2 separate regions of the Sus scrofa genome follow, and region 2 is linked to region 1. Evidence: chromatin contacts called from public Hi-C data. All regions are on one chromosome and are shown on one strand. Each heading gives the region's core, a stretch centred on a gene start, on an enhancer-like site or on the middle of the called end of the contact. The rest is flanking DNA. Distances are from core to core; before and after follow the strand shown. Region 1 overlaps LOC110259334 (a long non-coding RNA gene). Region 2 holds the start of ADGRL1 (adhesion G protein-coupled receptor L1).

Region 1 (5,135 bases), core at 976-3,475:
GTCCATGAGGCCCTCTAACTTGGCTCCAGTTGGCCCCTCTGTCCTCACCTCCTTCCCATCCTTGGGATGGCCATGTTGACCTTCCTTCCTTCTCTTCTTGTAAGCTCAGTCCCACCTCAGGGCCTTTGCAGCTGCTATTCCCTCTGCCTGGAATTCTCTGCCTGGAGGTATTGGCATGTCTCCTCCTTCAGGGTCTCTCACCAGCCTGCCATCCAAGTAAGAGCTAGGGTGGTGGCATCACCTGAAGGCTCAATCAGGTAAGGACCCACTTCCTTCTGGCCTTACCTTTAACATGAACTCCTTCAAGATGCATTTTTGGTCCACCGTAACCTTTAGCCCTGCACAGGAAGGAGTTAATTCAGCAGGTTTGAGGTGCTCCAATTCTGCACATTTCAAAGAAAGACCTGTCTGCAGCACTGGCCTGCCCTGCTCCTGGGATGTCATCTTTAAGCTCCTGGAATGTTCTGCCTGCTAAGGCTGTCTGTATACCTAGGACCGTAGCCACTGCAGGTAGCCAATGCTCCCAATGTGATTTATTTATTTATTTATTATCTTTTTGTCTCTTTCTAGGGCTGCACCCATGGCACATGGAGGCTCCCAGGCTAGGGGCTCAATCGGAGCTGTATCCACCGGCCTATGCCACAGCCACAGTAACTTGAGATCCGTGCCATGTCTGTGACCTACACCACAGCCCATGGCAACGCTGAATCCCTAACCCACTGAACGAGGCCAGGGATTGAACTCCCACCTCATGGTTCCTAGTTGGACTCGTTAAACAGTGAGCCACGACAGGAACTCCTATTTATCTTTTTAAAGGCCACACCCATGGCATATGTAAGTTCCCAGGCTAGGGGTCAAATTGGAGCTTCAGCTGCCAGCCTACCCCACAGACACAGAAATACAGGATCTGAGCACAGTCTGCGACCAACACTACAGCTCATAGTAAAGCTGGATCCTTAACCCACTGAGCGGAGCCAAGGATCGAACCCACATCCTCATGGCTACTAGTTGGGTGAGCTGCAATGGGAACTCCCCCATTGTGATTTATGTCAGGTGCCTTGGGCCACCATGCAGTGTCAGCTGGGCCTCTGGAGGGACTGGGGCCTGAGATCAGACACTGGTTGTCAGCAGTACCTATGTGATTGGCTCTCACTAAAACCCTGGACTCCCAGGCTGGGGTAAGTTTCTCTGATTGGGAATACTCCCTGTGCATTGTCACACATGGTCATTGGGAGAATTCAGAGCTGTGTTCGTGACTGGGAGGGGACCACTGGAAGCCTGTGCCTGGCTCCAGGGACTCTCACTCATGTGCCGTTGTCCTTCGGTTTGATTTTAATCTGTATCCTTTTCCTGTAATAAACCACAACTGTGAGTAGAACAGCCTTTTCTGAGTCCTGTGAGTCCTAGTGAATCACTTACCCAGAGGGGAAAGTCTTGGGGGTCCTCAACTCAAAACCCCATCCCCTCCAGCCACCCTCTAAGAGATTTTCATCAGCCTTGTCCCTGAATGATAGCCTTGCTCGCTATTTCCTTTTTTTTTTTTCTTTTTGTTTCTGCTTTTTAGGGCCTCACCCGTGGCATATGGAGGTTCTCAGGCTAGGGATTGAACTGGAGTTACCACAGCCACAGCAATGCGGGATCCAAGCCTCGTCTTCAACCTACACCACAGCTCATGGCAACGCCGGATCCTTAACCCACTGAGTGAGGCCATGGATCCAACCTGCGTCCTCATGGATACTAGTAGGGTTCATTACCACTGAGCTACAGTGGGAACTTGAGGTCTCTTATGAGTACTAGCTTCTAAGCATTGGTCACTCTGTCTCCCCAACAGCAAGAGCAGGGTCTGGAGGGTCAGTGCTCAGCAAAGAGCAAATGAATTAATGAGACCCCTCTGAGGCCTTTGACCTGGAGGGGCAGGAGGGGGCTGGATGATGGGGAGGAGGATGGAGCACAGAGGCCAGAGGATGGGAGAGTTGCCAAGGAGGGTCTGATGCCTTCCTTGTGGCTCTGGCCACACACAAGCTATCTATAGCTGGCTGGGGAGCCAGGCCACTGTGGCCACGAGGGAGGTGACCTGAGGGAGTGGCCAAGCTACGTAGAGAAGGAGAGGGTGGTGGAAACCAAATCCCACAGTCGTAGCTCCTAGGAGGAAATGCGTGGGAGGCCTTTCGGGGGGGTCAGAGCAGCTGGAGCCCTGTCTGTGGGCGGATGCCGGCCAGGCCCCAAAGAAAGCCTGTGTGGGACGGCAGCCCGTCTGGCCTGGCCTGGGAAGATGCCTGTCTTGTTGCTGGCTGTCCTGGACGTGCTACTGGGCTGCTGGACACAATCCTGGCCTCCCCAGGGGAGGAATGTGGCCCCCTCCCCTTCCCCTGCCTCTGCACGCTTCCACATAAGGCTTTTGGGGGGTGCTTGTGCCTTATGAGTTCAGGACAAAGGAATCAGAAGCACATGGGCTGGATTCCCGAGGGAGGAGAAATTCTGGAAAGAAGACTAAATCGAAGAGAACAGAGCCAGAGGGGCTACTGGAATGCCGTCTGGGGAGGCAGAGGGGAGGAGGTGCCAGGCTCTGAACACCCTCTGCCCCTTGCAATACCCACGCCCCAGAGCTCTTGAATCAGGATCATGCCTCAGCTGGGGATGGGGGCCACCATGGACCCACGTGCAACCTGACACCTCTGCCTACCTCCCTGAGCCTCAGTTTCCTTCCTGGTGGCTGAGATGCTCAGCTCAGGTCAAAATACTTGGAGTCAGTGCCTCTCCTGGCTGTTCTCTCTCGCTAACTCTCTCCTCTTCTTTCTCTCTCTCCCTACCTCCCTCTCTCTCCCTCTCCCTCCCTCCCCCTCTGTCTCTCTCTCTCCTCTCTCCCCCTTCCCTCCTCCTGCATCAGCAAACCCTGAGGACTCTACTTTCAGAATCTATCCAGAGTCCAACCACTTGTCATCTCCTTCCCAGCCCCACCCTGGACCAGCCCCTCATCTCCCACCTGGACCCATGCTCCTGACCTTCCAGCTCCTGTTCCTCACCCCTCTACAGACTGCTTCCCCCTACAGTAACCAGAGGACACCCCTGAATGCCCTGCTCTGCTCAAGAACCCTCCTTGGCTCCCACCTCACTCAGAGCAAAAGTCAAAGTCCCCCCCCACCCCATGACCACAAGGCCACACTCTGCCCTCACCTCCTCCCACTCTCCCCTTCACTCTTCCCTCTGCCCGCTGGCTTCCTCAGTGATCCTGGCATGCTCCCACCCCAGGGCCTTTGCACTTGCTGTTCCTTCTGTCTGGGACCCTCTTCCTCTACTCTCTTCACCTCCTTCTGGTCTTTCCTCAAATATCACCTCCTCAGAGAGCCTTCCCTGACCCCTGACTTAAAATCGCACTCTCCCCATCCCTGCTTAATTTTTCAAAACATATCACCATGTGACAACTCTGTAGATTTAGTTTCTTTTCTTTTCCTTTTTTTTTTTTTTTTTTTTGTCTTTTGTCTTTTTTAGGGCCACACCCATGGCATGCGGAGGTTCCCAGGCCAGGGGTCTAATCAGAGCTACAGCCGCCGGCTTACACCACAGCCACAGCAACACCAGACCTGTGCCTCATCTGAGACCTACACCACAGCCCACGGCAATGCCGGATCATTAACTCTCTGAGCAAGTCTAGGGATTGAACCCGCAACCTCATTGTTCCTAGTCGGATTCGTTTCCACAGCGCCAAGATGGGAACTCACCTTTTTTTTTTTTTTTGTCTTTTTAGGCCCTACACCACAGCCGCAGCATTGCCAGATCTGAGCCTCATCTGCAACATGCACCACAGCTCATGGCAATCCCAGATCCTTAACCCACTGAGTGAGGCCAGGAATGGAACCTGCGTCCTCATGGATGCTAGTTGGATTCGTTCCCACTGAGCCATGATGGGAATTCCTAGATTTTAGTTTCTGAGCTTGCCTCCTGTCTGTCTCCTCATGAGGATATCTATCCCATGGGCAGGGCTTTTTGTCTGTTTTATTCCTGTGTTCCCAGGGCTCAGGGAACATGTATTTGTTGACTTAATTGACTGGATGTGGACAACCCCATCTGAAGATTGTTGGGGCACCTTTTTTCTTAGCTTTATTGAGGTGTTAATTTACACATTGTTTAATTCACCTGGTGTGTGTGCACAATCAGGTGAGTAAATTCACCAAGCTGTGCAACCATCACCACAATCTGGTGTTTGGGGACACTTTCAAAACCTCAAAATTTCCCATGTTCCCCTTTGTAGCCCATATCCCCTGCCTCCTTGCTCAGGTCTGCCCTCGGTCTCTCCAACTTTGCCTTTTCTTTTTCCTTTTTCTTTTTCTTTTTTTTTTTCTTTTTTCTTTTTTTTTTTTTTTGGTCTTTTGTCTTTTTAGGGCTGTGCCCATGGCACATGGAGGTTCCCAGGCTAAGGGTCTAATCAGAGCTATAGCTGCTGGCCTACACCATAGCCACAGCAACGCAGGATCCTTAACCCACTGAATAAGGCCAGGGATGAACCCGAGGCCTCATGGATGCTAGTCAGGTTCATTAACCACTGAGACACAACGACAGGAACTTCCAATTTTGCCCTTTCTAAAAATATCACATAAATAGAATCCTATAAAATGTAGTATTTTGTATCTGGCTTCTTTCACTGAGTATTAATCTTGCTGTGTTGATCAGTTCTTTGCTCTTTTTTCACTGATGAGTAGTATTCCATGGTATGGATCCACCATATTCGTTTATTCATTCATCCACTGGCAGACATTTGAGTCGTTGCCACCTTTTGGCTATTACAAATAAGGCTGCTGTGAACACTCACATACAAGTTTTTGTGTAGAGGAGGCTTCACTTCTGTATCGTATAGTACCTATAAGTTTAACTTTTGTTTGTTTGTTTGTTTGTTTTTTAAGGCCACACCCAATGCATGTGGAAGTTCCATAGGGGTTGAATCAGAGCTGCAGCTGCTGGCCTATGCCACAGCCAATATAATGCCAGACCCAAGCTTCGCCTATGACCTGCAACACAGCTCATGGCAATGCCAGATCCTTAACCCACTGAGCAAGGCCTGGGATTGAACCTACATTCTCATGGATGCTAGTTGGGTTTGTTACCACTGAGCAATGACAGGAACTCCAGTTCTATCAGTT
Region 2 (5,135 bases), core at 1,507-4,006, 120 kb after region 1:
GCTCAGCTTTCCCAGAGCTGCAGGTTCTTCCCCCTTTTAGTCCTGTTGAGTTTACAGAAAGCTGGCTGTTTGGGTGTGGGGGAGAGTGTCCTGGTAGCCTCCTGTGGCACCGACCCCTCTTCCCAGCACCCCAGAGGGTTCCATGAGCCCTACAAGGTGCTGCCAAGATACCTCAAAGTGGGAAATTGATGTGCAGAGAGATGGAACGTGCTCATCCTCCCACCTGGAGAACTGCACGAACCACAGATGGATGGGATCCTTTTTGCACCCACCAACCTCTACTTCGCACATATTTGGGCCCTCAGATCCAGCTGGTGGACCTGGCCACCCAGATTTAAAGCCCAGTTTTGGCAGCCATGGAATCCTGGGTGCAAAGAAATGGCCTGCTTACTCTTTCCACCCCTAAAGTTTGGGGACCTGATTTGGCTCAGTTTCCAGGCTATGAGAATCCCTGCCCAGTCCTGAAATGATGACTGGGAGTGTCAGAAGGGAGTGGAGTGTGGGTGCCACAGAGGTAGCCCCTGGTTGTTGAGCCAGCCTGGAAGTCTAGAGTCTGCCTTTCCCTAAGTTCAGCCACCGGGACAGACTTTGGGGAAAGGATTCTTAGAGGACAGGTTAATCCACTTGCAGATATTCAGTTTAGTCTTAGATATTCCTGGTTCCCATCCGAGTCTGCCCCAAGTTTTGTGTATTTACCATCCCTCCCCCTCCCCCTGCTACTTCCACATGCTTTCCCAATTCCTCACCCATTCTGCAGAGCCTAGCTGGGTTGCCAATGCATTCTCTTCCCTGGAGACAGAGACCAAGGTTTGCCCCTCTCCCCATCCCCAGCCCATCCCTTTCCTCTATAATCCAGAGCTGGACTGTCCCACTATTGCCTGCTCTGTGTCTGCCAAGATTCAGCCCAGACTTTGTAGGAGCTGGACAATTTACTATTTAGGCCTCCCTTGGATGGACTCCCTTCCCTGAGGATCCAAGCCAGGGATTTGCTCCTCCCCAGCCATCCATCTTAGCGTCGCACCCATCTTTCATAAAATGCCAGACTTTCAGGTCCCATCTCCCAAGATCCTCACCGGATCTTACCTCTCAGGACCTTCCTGTAACTGCCCCCCATTCCCAGATTCTTGTGTGCCCCCCACCTCCAATTTTTCCTCAGCCCCCACCCTGCACTAAACTGTCTATTCTGCCTTAGTGCCTATGTTTGGCCTGGGTCCCGGTTTTATAGCCCCCACTGTGGGTCTTGGCAGTCACAGCTCTGGCTCCGGGGATCCAAGCCAGGTTGGGCTGCCTTCCCTAACCCGGAGAGGGGGTGCGGGGCTCCCTTCTGTAGCCTCTGCCTGAAACCTGCCCCTCGCCTCACTCTGCCAGATGCCTAGGAACCCGCTGGTTCCTTGCCCTACTTCTTCAAGTCCACCAGCTGCAGTGTGGTTGCTAAGCTGTAGAAATCCGCGCCGAGGTTTTGCTCTTGCCGATAACCTAAAATTCAATTTTTTTTTTTTCTCTCTTCCCCTGCCCCCCTCCCAAAGTGAGACGTTTGAGGCGTTTATAGATACTAACCTCCCCCTAACACCCCTCTCTCCGCTCCTCCTGCCTGGTCAGCTCCAAGCCCCTGTCCAGTTGCCAGGGATCCTCTGCTGGGGTCTTGTCCCATCCCTCAGATTCCAGTCCTGGCTTTGCGGTCCTCCCTCGCCTTTTATTGTAGGTCTGGTCTCCCAGGGTAGCGGCCTTCCCGTCTCATTCCTTTCGCATCATCCCTGGATCCTCAAGCCGGTTTTACCTGCCCGCTTCGGTGCAGCCGGCGCTCCAGATCCCTTCGTGCCAGAGTCCAGCTCTCCTTTTGCCCCTCCTTCCTGCACGTCGCTGCCAGGAAGACAGGGGCAGCCCACGCCGCCTCAGCCACTTAGCAGCCCCCTCCCGGAGCCCCCTGAGAGCCCATGTCTGGGAACTCTAGGCCAGGTCTTGTTTGTTCCCACTGCATTAGGCATGACGCATTACTCCGTCTCCCGAGGAAGAATCCGGCCCGAAATTTGCGTGCCCCGGGTGCATTTGGCCCTGTCGCAGCTCCCTCCTTTCCTCCCATTGCTGTGTAATCCAACCCGGGTTTTGCATACCCCTTACAGTTCTCTCCAATTTCTCCCTTCACCGGGCTCGGCGCTTTTCCCTTACTTCACTACTGGCAAAATCCGCTCCGGGTCTTCCTTGTGCCCGTCTCCCCTCCCCCCACTTCCCGTTCCAACGCCGGGATTCAGCTCGTCGCCTTCCCTTTCCCCGATTTTCCGGAGGGGTTAGAGGGGGCCAAGGGGAGGAAAATCCATCCCGGGTTTTCGGGCCGGCCCCCGGTGCGCTCGGGCAGGTTGCGGTGGCCCGTCCCGGGCGACGACTCCGGGCCGGGTTTTGTGCGCGCCCGACGCCCCCCCTCCCGGAGCGGGTGCGCCGGGGAGAGGGGCGAACAGGCGGCTTGTCATTGCTGGTGCCCGGCGCCGGCTTGGTCCGTGCGTCCTGCGGTGCCCACGGGCCCGGCCCGGCGCCCCCCCTCCGGCCACCCCGGGGGCGCGACGCCGCCGCGCCCGCCTACAGCCGCGCCCCCCCAGCTCCGCGCCGTCCGCCCCCTACCCGAGCCCCCCGCGGCCACTGCGGGGAGCCCGAGCCGTCGGCGCGGGAGCTGTCGGCGCTGCGGCGCCCCCGCCCCGCCGTCTGCCGAGGAGGCCCCGGCGGATGGGGCCGCGCGGGCCCCGGAGCGGCGCCGCTGGGCGGCGGGGGGCTGCAGGCGCACCTCAGCTGCCCCGTTAACCCCTCGGCTGCCGCCGTCGGAGGGGGGTGGGAAGTCGCCTGGGCACACACGTGCCTACTCCGTCGGGGCCGCGGAGCTGCGGGGGAGATGCGGGCCGCTGCTGGCGCCGCCTTGGGGGGCTCCGCCTCGCCCCAGCCCCCAGAGCTCTGACACCGCCCCCGCCCTGCCGCCTCCGCCACCTCCCTCCCCCGGAGGGGCGCGGACCCACTCACCCCCAGCCCCGAGTCTTCGCCGCCGCGAGGGGGCCGCCTTTGGAGCTGTGTAATCAGCTTTGCTTTTTTTTTTTTTTTTTTTTAAATTTTTGGTTGGTGGCGGCGGTACCCCGCCGCCCCTCGTTCGTTTCCCCCCCCCGCCCCGGTTCCGGGAGATGTGCCGGGCGGGAGGCATTGGTTCGCGGAGCCGCAGGAGAGACGCGCAGGGCCGACCCCGGAGCGGCGCTGGACAGGTGAGTGTCTGCGGGCCCAGGGCGAGGGGGACGCTGTACCTGGGCCAGGTGTGCGGGCCGAGGTGGGGAGGATGGGAGCCGGGGCCTGTCCGGGCCGCGAAGGGGGAGGGGATGCTGGAGCCGCGGGTCAGGGCACCTGAGCGCGAGGGGAATCGGGGGCGGCCTGCACCTCATCCCCACCGGCGAGGGGAACCGGAGGGGCGGCCCCCACGGAGCGTCAGGGGTGCGGATGGGCTGCCGCGGGGTGCTCGGTGGGGGGAAGGGACCGCGAATGTGCCCGCGCGTGGCTGCGTGTGCCCGCGCGCGCTCCAGCCTTTGTGGGGAAGCGGCGCGGCGGTGCCTGCGTGTCCCCGGTGCGTGTGCGCGCGGGTGCTTGGCGCCCTGTTTGTGTAGGTGTCTGGGTGTGAGCGGAGAGGGTGCGTGTGCGCGCGGCGCGCGGGCCCCGGCCCCCGGAGGAGCCGTGTCGGGGGCTGGCCCCGCAGGATGTCGGGCCGGGGGTTGTTTTTCTCTGGGAGGCAGAGGCGCGAGGGATGGGAAGGGGTCTGTCTGGGTGTCTGGCCGGCTGCAGTCACCGCGAGCATCTTTCTCTCCGCGGTACCGGACTAAGTGTGGGAAGCTGTTGGGTTTGATCTACCCGGATTCAGGTTTTGAGGGCCAGCTCTCTCTCTCTCTTTCTCAGGTGTTTATTGGGTAGCGCTATGGGGTTTCAATTGTCATCCTTCCATGTGAGGGTCCTGGGACAGAGCCTGTGCCAGACGAGGGTGGGCAGCACTGTGTGTGCTCCAGCCATGACCAAAAAGTGGCCCCCACAGGCATTGCTCCAGGGCACCTGGGGCACCCATGTGAAGACAGCCTCCAGCCTGCACACATCGCTGTCCCTGGCCTTCCAGTCTCAGTCAGCACGCAGGCGCACCCCTGCCTGCCTAGGACCTCGCTGTACCTTCCTGCTCCACTCCTCCTTGTCCCTCCCCCCAGTCATGGCAGCTGTGTGGGTGTTCCTCCATCCTAGTCTATGAGATAGGGCCCCCTTTCTTCCTGGCTTCTGCAGGACCCAGGGCCTGGGTTCCTCTGCTCACATCCAAACATGTGGTGTGTCTGGGGGGAGCAGGGGGAGGGGTTCAAAATGGCTGCCAAGATGGCTGGTTGCCTCTCCACCTCTCTCTTTCTCTCTCTCCCTCTCTCGGCTTGCCCTGTTCTCTTGGTTGCCACAGGAGTCTCCAAGGAGAGGGGTGGGTAGGACAATGTAGGGGCAGGTGTGGGGAACACTTGAGGGTAGATATCTAGCCTGGGCCGTTGACCTCAAAGCTGCTTGGGAAGAAGCCAGTTGATCTCTGCTCCCGTCTCCAGCACCCAAGGGCTGGCTAAGCCTGTAACCTGACCCCAGACCCAACTTCTTTACCCCGGCTAACAGCCTGGGGGCTCCAGGCCTGACTCCCTGCGTCCATCATCAAGGGTGTCAGGGGGCCCCCACAGTCTCTCATCCCCTCCATCTGCCAGCCGGCCATAGACTGAGGACTCCTGGTGGGCCTGGGTCGGGCCTCAGCTGTGGGGGCAGGTGACTTCTCCTTCCTCCCCCCTCCCCTCCCGCTAATGCTGAATTTATTACTTAAAAGTAGGATGAAAACAGGGAGAATAAGAGAAGGAATACAACCTTCATTATCATATCGAGAAAATTATCCATGATTTTCCTAACTAGTAATTTGCCTGCCATGCTGTTCAGAACTGACTTGCCCATTAATTACAGAGATGAAAAATCATCTGGAAAGCGGAAAAGGGAACTAATTCGATCCCTGGCTGGCAGCAGTGGCCCCCATGCACTGAGCCACATACGTGTGTACTCACATGTGAGTGCCCTGTCCTCCTGCTGGCATTGCCACCTTCTTTCTCCTCTCCCTCAGT

The links. A called contact is a pair of places that touch in the nucleus more often than the background predicts.
Region 2: a Hi-C map of liver shows a contact between it and region 1, with 3 times the contacts expected there. The contact joins the promoter of ADGRL1 here to the enhancer-like site in region 1. A contact is called at or near these places in 4 of 5 promoter capture datasets (fetal liver, fetal skeletal muscle, liver and 1 more), 26 of 47 Hi-C or Micro-C datasets (adipose tissue, alveolar macrophages, blood and 14 more) and 2 of 2 datasets of contacts at active chromatin or transcription factors (alveolar macrophages and skeletal muscle).

The regions. Positions count from the first base shown.
Region 1 is chr2:64,879,901-64,885,035 of Sscrofa11.1, forward strand. The region is part of intron 1 of LOC110259334 (a long non-coding RNA gene); the gene reads right to left. Among named protein-coding and RNA genes, the nearest start is that of ADGRE5, 20 kb to the left of the region's middle. Within about 2 kb of position 2,226, at least 28 of the 83 cell types and tissues checked have an H3K27ac peak or open chromatin away from gene starts, as enhancers often do. A contact at or near this core is called in adipose tissue, alveolar macrophages, embryonic fibroblasts and 6 more, where this site is marked.
Region 2 is chr2:64,994,403-64,999,537 of Sscrofa11.1, forward strand. It overlaps ADGRL1 (adhesion G protein-coupled receptor L1), which reads left to right and starts at 2,757. Exons shown (of 24, transcript XM_021083697.1): 1 at 2,757-3,236.